2 separate regions of the Sus scrofa genome follow, and region 2 is linked to region 1. Evidence: chromatin contacts called from public promoter capture Hi-C data. All regions are on one chromosome and are shown on one strand. Each heading gives the region's core, a stretch centred on a gene start, on an enhancer-like site or on the middle of the called end of the contact. The rest is flanking DNA. Distances are from core to core; before and after follow the strand shown. Region 1 holds the start of RMND1 (required for meiotic nuclear division protein 1 homolog). Region 2 holds the start of ZBTB2 (zinc finger and BTB domain-containing protein 2).

Region 1 (5,311 bases), core at 2,164-4,663:
AGGTGGGCTAACCATTACCACAGAAGGAAAACTGTTTTCTGTGTTTCAGTTAGAGTTAAAAAAAAAAAAAAACCCAAAAAAAAAGTTAAAACACAATTCTTACCTCTCCATGTTTCTCGAAAAATTCACTTTTGTGTCGATGCAGTGTATCAATAGCCTTGGTTAAGATCTGTGGTATTCTATCTTTAATTGTAATATAGGCAAATGATCTAGAGAAGAGGATCATATACACAGTATATTACTCAGCAGCATTAATACTAGAAGATTGGTCACCGGAACACCTGATTTAAATTCAAACTCCTTTTCATACAACTGTGCAAGGTAAACCAGCACTGCTTGACTCTCATAGCAAAAAGTAGGAAAATCTGAAAGCCTTTCTGGTGTATCATAAAACTCTTTGTGCCTCAAATCCCAGACTCTCAGAATCTGTTTAATCGTTCTTCTCTCATTGTATTCCTTTTATTTTCCTTAATCAGAAACTAGTTTAACAATGTGATAAGACAGAAAAAGAAGAGATCTCCCTGTGGTGCAGTGGAAATGAATCCAACTAGTATGAAAACGCGGGTTCAATCCCTGGGCTTGCTCCGTGGGTTAAGCATCCAGCACAGCAGTAAGCAATGTTCTAAGTGGATCTCATAAACTGGCAGCTATAGCTCCTATTTGACCCCTAGCCCGGGAACTTCCATATGTCACAGGAGTGGCCCTAAAAAGCAAAAAAAAAAACCACACAAAACCAGAGAGAGAGAGAGAGAGACAGAAAAAGAATTATCCAGACTTTTCTCCCAGGTCTATTACTTACTAAGTGACTTCTTAGAAAGATGAGGCAATGGATGTAAGACTGCCTGAAAGACTCTACTGTGCTAGAAAAACATAAAGAATGAAAGACATTTATGAGCCTGCTTCTCTCTTGTGTTATATTCTTAGTCAAATTTAATTCTTTCCAAAGGTTTTCTTGCTGTCTTCTCTATCTGCCCAATAACTCCTTCCATCCTCTTCTACCCTAAATAAAATTAAGGCATATTATCATCTTCCTCTCCCAACTGGAAAATTTGATTTTCTTTTCTTTTTTGTCTTTCTAGGGCCACACCTGCAGCCCTATGGAAGTTCCCAGGCTAGGGCTCGAATTGGAGCTATAGCTGCCAGCCTACACCACAGCCACGCCAGATCCGAGCTGTGTCTACGACCTACACCATAGCTCATGGTAACGCCAGATCCTTAACCCACTGAGTGAGGCCAGGGATGGAACCTGAGTCCTCACGGATGCTGGTCAGATTCGTTGTCACTGAGCCAGGATGGAATTCCAATTAGAGATTTTTGTAGAAGTGTCAAAGAATGAAGAAAGCTGGAGATGACTTGGGTATACTTGAATTAAAAACTAAAGATATTCCTGATTTTAAACATACAAAAATCAAGATGTACAGATTATCACACTTGAAATTAATACAACACTGACAACTTCACTTCAATTTAAAAAACTATACGATGTCAGCCCCCCAAAAAGATTTAACGATTATCACTTTATCATAATTAGTTTAAGGAAATACATGAATGAGTTAGAAAAAAGACTTCAGTAAGTGATGAAATTCTGTGCAGTTTTTAAATCAAAAGCACAAAACTTAGCTGATCAGGTCATTTATATCTTCAGATCACCAGAGGCAAAGTAAAAACAAAGTAAGTTGAAATACTGCTGCCCAAATCTCCTACTTTAATGCGGGATCTTCTTAAAAACTCAAATACCTTATTGCAAATTTTAAAAAATAGGATTATACCTTGAGTATTTCTTTAAAAGACTTCCTCAAATGTTAAATATAAAACAAAGAAAATTGCAAAAATGCTTCCTGATTCTGTGGTGTTTTACAGCGAGTAGATTTTAATATGCAGAGTTAACTGCTCTGATCAGAATTTAACTTTTAAGAATTACTACTAATTCCTTGGAAGAAGAGAAAGAATACTAAATCAATGACACTTGAATTTCCCAAGGCAGCAGATAGAAAAAGAAGTGCTAGTCCTCTGAGGTTTACTTATTTGGAAAGTATTACTATTTTTCCACCTACTAAATGTCTCCAGAGGCTTGCATCTCTAAGGCTAAGGTCTCAGGTCAGCACTAGAGTGAAGGCAGAGCGCCCGGGCTCAGTATTTAGACACACACAACCCCTATATTTGCACGACCCTGAAGCTGAGCACATGCTTAAATCATGGGACACTGGTGCCTCTCTCACCTCCCTCTACTGCCGGTACAATTTCTTCTAAGTGTTCTTGGGTTTTGCAATACTTTGCCGTAAGGACATATCTCAAATATAAATTAGGCCTTTCAATTTATACAGATAGATATATTTTTAATGGAATCTATAACATGAAGCCTAAAAGGCAAGAAGGTACAGTAATTTTTTAGTGGGATTATGAATTAATCTGATCAGCGATCTGAGGACCCCCCCCAGCTTTTGTAGAGAACTTTAACCCCCTGCAAAGTAGGTTCATTAACTAAATAAAATATAATTAAAACCAGCCGCTGCAACATTCTAAAAGCGGGCATACACTCTCAAGACAATCATGCGGGAGTTAAAAAAACAAAAAACAAAAAAAACCACAGTTCGAACCGCTTTAAAAACATAACTGTTTGATACAAATTAATATAAGGCTAAAAACCCGCGAACCATCACTGCAGAGACGCCGGGGTAAACGGAGATCTTCAGTCAGGGTTCGCAGTCCGTGCCGGTGCAGGCAGGGAAGAAATCACGAATCACTGCAAGGAAGAAGTTACAAAGCCTATCCGAGCCTGGAGCCCAGCGAGCGGCCGCCCTGCCCTCGCCTCCACGCGAGTCCTTAGAAACCCAGCCGCCGCCGCCGCAAAGCAGGACCTACGGTGCGATGGAACTCGCGGGCGGCGGGGAGCAGGCGCCTACCGCACAGCGCCGCTTCCCCGCTGGGGCCCGACGGCTCCCGATGGGGCCCAGCTTTCCGCAAAAGCGGGGAGGAGGAAGAGGAGTGAGCGAGGAAAGCGACACGAACCCTACGTCCTGTCCCGAGAGAGACTTCGGAGGCCCCGCCATCACCATCCGCGTTCCCCGCGCCAACTCTCGGGTTTCACCAGACGCAGGAAAGCAGGAGGTGCCGGCGCGAGGGAGGAGCTGAGGTGAGGAGGGAGGCGGGTTAAAAAATGCTTTTGAATGAAAAAACTTTATTTGGTGCCCATAGCAGAGACAAACAATGGCCAGCTTGAGGACGCGGAGATCTTCCGGGGGCGAAGGCGGGGACAGCTGAGGGCGACGTGAGAAGCGGAATAAGGAAGCGGGCGGAAGGCGGAAGCAAGCAGGGACCGGGAGGTCTCAGGGACTCGGGAGCGGAAAAGGTCACGGTGGCACGGGGTCACGTGGTCCTGTGGTCACGTGGAGCCAGCGCCTTACGCTCGGCGGCGTCTGGAGTTCTGTGCGCCTGCGCACTGCCTGGCGCTGGGAGGGGCGGGAGGTCCGGGTTGATACTGGCTGTTGCCTCGCGACACTTGGCTGCGGCGGGGTCGCGGAAATTTGCACCCTTGGCGGGTCCCTCTTCTTTTCCGGCGGAGAGGTTAGTGCCACTGCCTTGTTCTGGGAGCTTGCACGGTCCCGGCATAACGCTCCCCGCCTTTGCTTCCCGCAGACCTGAACCTCTAGCGTCACAGGTTTCACCGGTACGTTGATGGCCCTTGCCTATTACAGTGATCTTTGGTCGACTTGGCTGGGAGTAAAAAAAGCACTCCATCAATGCACACATACTGAACCCTTTTTTGAACCAATGCAAGCGGTAACTGCAAAGATAAAATACTTTTGAACGGCGTAAAGCATTGGAAGACATGCTCGCAAAGATTAGCGCCATTTATCCATTGAATCGTAGCCTGGCTGATACAGTGTTCTTAGTTGGTATGTTGTTCTTAAAAAGTAGACAGTGTGTCCAAGAACAGAATAGCTGCCTTGTATCTCATTCAGAAAATATGAATTGAATTACCTCCTGTGTGCTGGGCACTGTGGTCACAGAAGACGCAGCATGAACAATAGACAAATCTTTATCCTCAAGAAACTTCTGTGCTACAGGAGAGAGACAAAGATCTCCTTCCCTCTTCTGTTTTTTTCCCCTTTAGCATTGTCACTCTCATGTACATTTTATTTACCACGTCTGTTATCTCTCTTCCCCCCACTGTGATGTAAGCCTCAAAAGATATGGATTTTTATCTATTTTATTTTCATCTGTATTAGCAGGGAGGACAATGTCTGGCACAGGGTAGGAACTCGGTTCATAATTTGTTTAATAAATTTAAAACACAAAGTATTGGAGTTTCCTGGTGGCCTAGAGGTTAAGGATCTGATGTTGGGTTAGATCCCTGGCCTGGGAACTTTCATATGCCACAGGCAAAGCCAAAAACAAAACAAAGTGTTTGCAAGTAATGTTAAGTGCAATGGAGAAATAAAAAGTGGAGCAGGCCAGAATGTGCGTTCTCATGTGCATTTTAAATGAAGTGGTTGGGGAAGGAGGACTTTACTGGGTAGGAGACGTGGGAGCAAAGGTCTGAAGGAGATAAGGGAATGAGGCTTAGAGATATGTGGGCGAAGAGTGGAAGGCAAAGTAAGTGTAAAGATGCAGAGGCCAGAGTGACTGGAGCAAAATAAAGGAGGGAAGAAAGCTGTAGGAGATGTTAGGGTTATGATAAAGGACCAGAGGATGGAGGGCCATACAGTCCATTTTAAGGTCTTTGGCTTTTATTTCAAGGGAAATATGAGGCTGGCATCACATTTTATGAAGATGGAAGATGTGATTTGACTGACGTTTGGTTGCTGTGTCGAGAAGAGTCTGAAGAACAGAGCTGAGAAAAAAGTTCAGAAGCTGTGACAATGATTCTTGGGAAAGACAGCGGCTTGGACCAGGGTAGTGGCAGTGCTGGTGCTGAGGTCACACAAAGCCAGGAGGATTTGCTGACACACGGGTATGGAGAGTGAAGAGAAGCATGAGGGGGATTGCAGGTTTGGGGCTTTAGCAAAGATAAAGCTGTGATTGGGATTTCCTGAGTCAGAGAGACTCTGGCAAGAATAGGGTGTGCAGGAAGTTTTCAAAAGCTCAGTTTTGAGCATGTTGCACATTGTCATGCTTATCCGAGTGGTTTAGGGACAACTATTTGCTCTTCATCAACGCGTGATAGTATATAAAACTATGAGATTGGGTAAGAGCACCAGGAGCTGAGAATAGAAAAGTGACCCAAATACTGAGCCTTGGTGCATTACATTCTTGGGATGGGAAACCAGCTAAAGAGACAGAAGGTCCAACCAGTGAGGTAGGATGGAAA
Region 2 (5,326 bases), core at 2,220-4,719, 63 kb after region 1:
GTGTTATTTTTGACAAAATGTAATCACATTCACTTATTTTTAATTGTCTTTCTACCACTTAGAGCAGTTTTTTCCAAATGATGGTCCTCAGAGCAACAGCGTCAGCAGGTTACCTGGGTGACCAGTTAGTGGTGAGTCCTGTGTGCCACAACTAGAACCTCTGAGCTGCAGCTGAGAAATGGTTTTCACAGCTCTCCCCGAAGTCCTTCCCCTCACTAAACTCTGGGAGCCACCAAGTTAGAGCCTACTTACTGGCTTGTATTCAGGTTTATAGATACAGATTTTAAGTAACTCATTAGCACCTCCATTTAATGTACTAAGTACTGAATCCCAGGTGACTCAATTCTTTCTCCAACCCCATCTCCTCATCCTTTCCTCTCCCGCCTTTACAAAGTGCGTGTGTCACATGTGTTGGGAGAAGATGATAAGGATGAGAAGTAGAGAAATTTTTACAAATACCTCCAATCCAAATCCTTTTTTTTTTTTTTTTTTTTTTAGGGCTCTCTCCACTGCTTCAGAATTGCCATTTTAAGAATTAAGGTCCAAATTCCCATTCCTTGAGGGAGCTTCACTCACAGAGGGTTAACAAATAGACTATATTTTCACTCCTGCACAATTTGAAAAAAAACGTAGATTTAAATATTTCTTTTAAAACAAACAAAATGTTTCTACATCCCCAAAATTTGTAATAGGCTGGAAAGCACTGAGGACTAAAAACCTACTCACAGAAGCAATCATTTTTTCATGCAATTCAGCAAGTACTCATCCATAGAATGTGCTCTTCCAGGCTCCAAGATACAGCGACATTAAAGGCCTCTCTACCTCCGTGAAGTTTACAGTCTACTGAGGACGGCAGCTAACGGCTTATAAGTAATCTGCTTATAGAGATGTCCTATAAAGAAATCTATAGAAGAGATGGCATGAAAAAAAAATCAGAACGGGGAACCCAGTAGCTAATTCAACAAAAACTTAAAATTTACCTCAGATTTAGATAGTATTATCTGAACTGCAAAACTCAAGAGATTGTAAGTATAAACTTGACTTAATTGAGCTCCTACACATGAAACTTGCAAATTTGCTTACCACAATTTTTTACAATATTGCTAACAAAAAAATACAGACTAGAGTGCTTCTTAAACTCATTCAAATGAAGACTTAAAGAGGGCAACAAACCAGTAACAAATACTTGGCTGATAATTCACTCTTAATACCTGATGAACTGGAATCCTCAAGTTTTCTTCATTATGCTCTTTTATATCCTATATTTCCTGGAGCAGCCAGGCTTTCAGAGTTAACCTGGAGAAGTCCTGGGCAAAGCGGCCAGCTGTTATCCTATCTTCAGACTACATTTTAGAAATTAATAATGTTGAAACAGCCACCTTTTTCAAATCAGGACCCTGCTGCAACTCTACAGATGTTTAATAAAAACTAAAACCAGGAACCTCCCCTACCAATGGTCAACCATCTCCACAAAGAAAAACAAGTTGATATATACACATATTAACTGGGGGAAGTAGTTTTCCCCTATAAATTTCATCAGTTATTTCACTTTCACACAAAAAAACCGTGAGTCAACCACAATTCTGTAAGCAAAAATTTGGACCACCATTTATTGTGAGAAATAGTGTTTCAAAATTAATGTCTTTATTTTATTTATTTATTTATTTTTTTTTTGCTATTTCTTGGGCCGCTCCCGCGGCATATGGAGGTTCCCAGGCTAGGGGTCTAATCGGAGCTGTAGCCACCGGCCTACTCCAGAGCCACAGCAACGCGGGATCCGAGCCGCGTCTGCAACCCACACCACAGCTCATGGCAACGCCGGATTCTTAACCCACTGAGCGAGGCCAGGGATCGAACCCACAACCTCTTGGTTCCTAGTCGGATTCGTCAACCACTGTGCCACGACGGGAACTCCTCAAAATTAATGTCTTTAAAAATGAGTTGTGCTATTTACTGATACAACATTTTATTTATTTATTTATTTGGTCTTTTTGGCATTTCTTGGGCCGCTCCCGCAGCATATGGAGGTTCCAGGCTAGGGGTCCAATCGGAGCTGTAGCCACCAGCCTATGCCAGAGCCACTGCAACTCGGGATCCGAGCCACGTCTGCAACCTACAACACAGCTCACGGCAACGCCGGATCTGTAACCCACTGAGCAAGGCAGGGACTGAACCCGCAACCTCATGGTTCCTAGTCGGATTCGTTAACCACTGCGCCACGACGGGAACTCCTTGATACAACGTTTTATGACTCTTTCACGCAACTTGGCTGACCAGTCTCAAAAGACTACATGTTACATGATTTCACTTACATAACATTCTAGAAAAGACAGCAAGTGAAGCACTCAGTAGCTGCCAGCGAAGAGTGGGAGGAGGTAAGTAAAGGACAGCTTGAGGAAGTCTTCTGCAGTGACAGAGCTGTCCTATATCCCGTTGTGGTTACATAAATATACACCTATATTCAAGTTCACAGACCTGTACACACAAAAAAGTTAATTTTGGAGTTCCCGTCAAGGCTCAGTGGTAGTGAACCCGACCAGTATCTATGAGGATGCGGCTTCAGTCCCTGGCCTCAATCAGTGGGTTAAGGATCCAGCATTGCTGTAAGCTGTAGTGTAGGCGGACGGCTACAGCTCCAATTGGACCCCTAGCCTGGGAACTTCTATATACCTTGGGTGCAGACCTAAAAAGACAAAAAAAATAAAGTTAATGTTACTGTAAGATAACCCTAAAAACTTCTTTAAATTAGTGATTATTTTTTAAATATATTAATGATCCTATCACTTGCTATAGTACTGCGCTAAGGCCCCTTACACTTTTTTTCTTTTTTTGGCCATACCTGCGGCATATGGAAGTTCCCAGGCTAGGAGTTGCATGAGAGTTGCAGCTGCCAGCCTACACCACAGACACAGCAATGCGGGATCTGAGCCGTGTCTGCAACCTACACCCAGCTTGCGGCAACACTGGATCCTTAACCTACTGAGCAAGGCTAGGAATCAAACCTGCATGCTCAGAGACAGCGTCTGGTTCTTAACCCACTGAGCCAAAAGAGGAACTCTCCACTTTTTAAATACACAACCCTGTGAGATAAATATCATCCCTGTTTGAATAAAACAAAACACAGGCTCAGAGGTTAATTAACATGCCCAAAACCTACTGGCCCACAAGAACATGATTCCAAAGGAAATTTGCCTCCAAAGCCTATTTATTTTTAAAATTTAGTAGTTGATTTACAATGTTCAATTCCTGCTCTAGAGCAAAGTGACCCAGTCATACATATATACATATATATATGTATTATTTTTCATACTATGCTCCATCATGTTCTAACTTAAGAGATTGACATAGGTTCCTGTACTTGTATACAGCAGGACCCCACTGCTTATCCATTCCAAATGTAATAGTTTGCATCTACCAACCCCAAACTCCCCATCCATCCCACGGCCCTCCCCCTCCCCAAGGCTTTTTTTTTTTTTTTTTTGCTTTTTAGGGCCCCACTAAGGGTGGGAGTTGAAGCTGCCAGCCTACACCATAGCAACACCAAATCTGAGCCTCATTTCCAACCTATACCACAGTTCAGGGCAACAGCAGATCCTTTACCCACTGAGGGAGGCCAAGGAGCGAATCCACATCCTCATGGGTACTGGTCAGGTTCATTACTGCTGAGCCACAATAGGAACTTAACGAAGGCTGTATTTTTAACCACTGTAATATCCTAGGCTCTTTCCCGTCTATTCATACATGCCAACCAATGTCTTTCCCAGTGTCAGAAAGCTATTAAGTTTACTCACTCTATTCCTAATGTAACACTGCAGATAACATGAAAATGTGCAGATGAACAAAATATGACTCTGGAGCAGCACTGTGAACAGAACCTTCTGTGACGACAGAAATGTTCAGTAATATCTGTGCTGTCCAGTACGGTGGCCTCTGACCCCACGAGGCTACTGAAGCACAATGTGGTCAGTGTGACGTGAACTTAGGCACATGTGGCTAGACACCATCGAACAGGACAGCACAGCTCTAGAGAAATAACAAGAAAGTGCATGCCACAGAAAGAAGCAACTTAGCAACCATGATGGCAACTTGCCAACAGTAAAACAACTCAAGGTAGACATATATAGTCAAGGAGTAAAACTGAAAAAGGCTCCATCTCAAACATGTCCTAAGACCATGTCTTATCTTTCAAACATCCACAACAGCCTTCAAAATTCAGATTCACCACCAGCTGCATTATACCACCACCGCCCTGCACGTGTGTACTGCAGACCAAATTGGGTATTAAGTGTATATTGTGTTCCCCACTGGACTGTGAGCATCTGAAGAACAGATAGGTATTAACATCTCCACCACCTGCAACTATATCCCAAGGTTTTCTACACTATTTCGTCATTCAGTTTTAATGGGAGATAGTATTCAATTCTGTAAGCGTCTGAGTACCAGCAGTATGTATGAAAGGAAGTCCTTGTAAGGATCTTAGAGTGGGATGGGGGATACATTATACAGGTAGACAAATAAATAGCAAAGGAAGGAGGGTAACTACCTAAGTACGTAAACCTAGTGCTTCAGGGCAGAATGGAACTGTCAGGTGTCCTAGTGGTAAGAGAAACTGGAACGCAGTCTAAGAAATAAGCAGCCATTATTCAATTTTGTAAAACATGTAAGATGGTAAAGTGTGCCCCCACCTACTACTCCGCAAAGCCTAATGGATTTAAAAGGAAGGAAGGAAGAGAAACATCACAGCAGGGCACAGAAATTTATCCTGACTTCACTCACATCACCAGCGTCAGACTCACCCTGCTCCCTGTACCAGTAGGCCAAAGCTAGTCTTAGAACAAAGGCTTCTAGATCCAAAGTTTCCACGAAAATCTCACAGCAAAAAACATGGTAGTTTTCCGTACACTCAAACCCTGATTATCTTTTAGTTATCTACTTTTAGGTCTTGGAAACGTTAACACAGTCCAATCTTACAGTCAGTGTAAGAGGCAGCACATGGAGCTAAGAGTAGTTTAAATTCATTTAAAAGAAGTTCCCAGAGTTCCCGTCGTGGTGCAGTGGTTAACGAATCCAACTAGGAACCATGAGGTTGCAGGTTCAATCCCTGGCCTTGCTCAGTGGGTTACAGATCCGGCATTGCCGTGAGCTGTGTTGTAGGTTGCAGACACATCTCGGATCCCGAGTTGCTGTGGCTCTGGAGTAGGCCAGCAGCTACAGCTCCAATTAGACCCCTAGCCTGGGAACCTCCATATGCCGCGAGAGCGGCCCTAGAAATGGCAAAAAGACAAAAAATAATAATAATTTTAAAAACATTCATTTCATAAGCACA

The links. Promoter capture Hi-C pulls out the DNA fragments that hold promoters and counts their contacts.
Region 2: a contact with region 1 is called in a promoter capture Hi-C map of liver, with 3 times the contacts expected there. The contact joins the promoter of ZBTB2 here to the promoter of RMND1 in region 1. A contact is called at or near these places in 1 of 5 promoter capture datasets (liver), 7 of 47 Hi-C or Micro-C datasets (blood, epiblast stem cells, heart right ventricle and 2 more) and 2 of 2 datasets of contacts at active chromatin or transcription factors (alveolar macrophages and skeletal muscle).

The regions. Positions count from the first base shown.
Region 1 is chr1:14,792,219-14,797,529 of Sscrofa11.1, forward strand. It overlaps RMND1 (required for meiotic nuclear division protein 1 homolog), which reads left to right and starts at 3,414. Exons shown (of 13, transcript XM_005659141.3): 1 at 3,414-3,564; 2 at 4,741-4,954. It overlaps ARMT1, which reads right to left and starts at 3,105. Exons shown (of 5, transcript NM_001243637.1): 1 at 3,010-3,105; 2 at 104-209. The coding sequence starts at 3,056.
Region 2 is chr1:14,855,464-14,860,789 of Sscrofa11.1, forward strand. ZBTB2 (zinc finger and BTB domain-containing protein 2) reads left to right here and starts at 3,470. Exons shown (of 2, transcript XM_021086767.1): 1 at 3,470-5,326.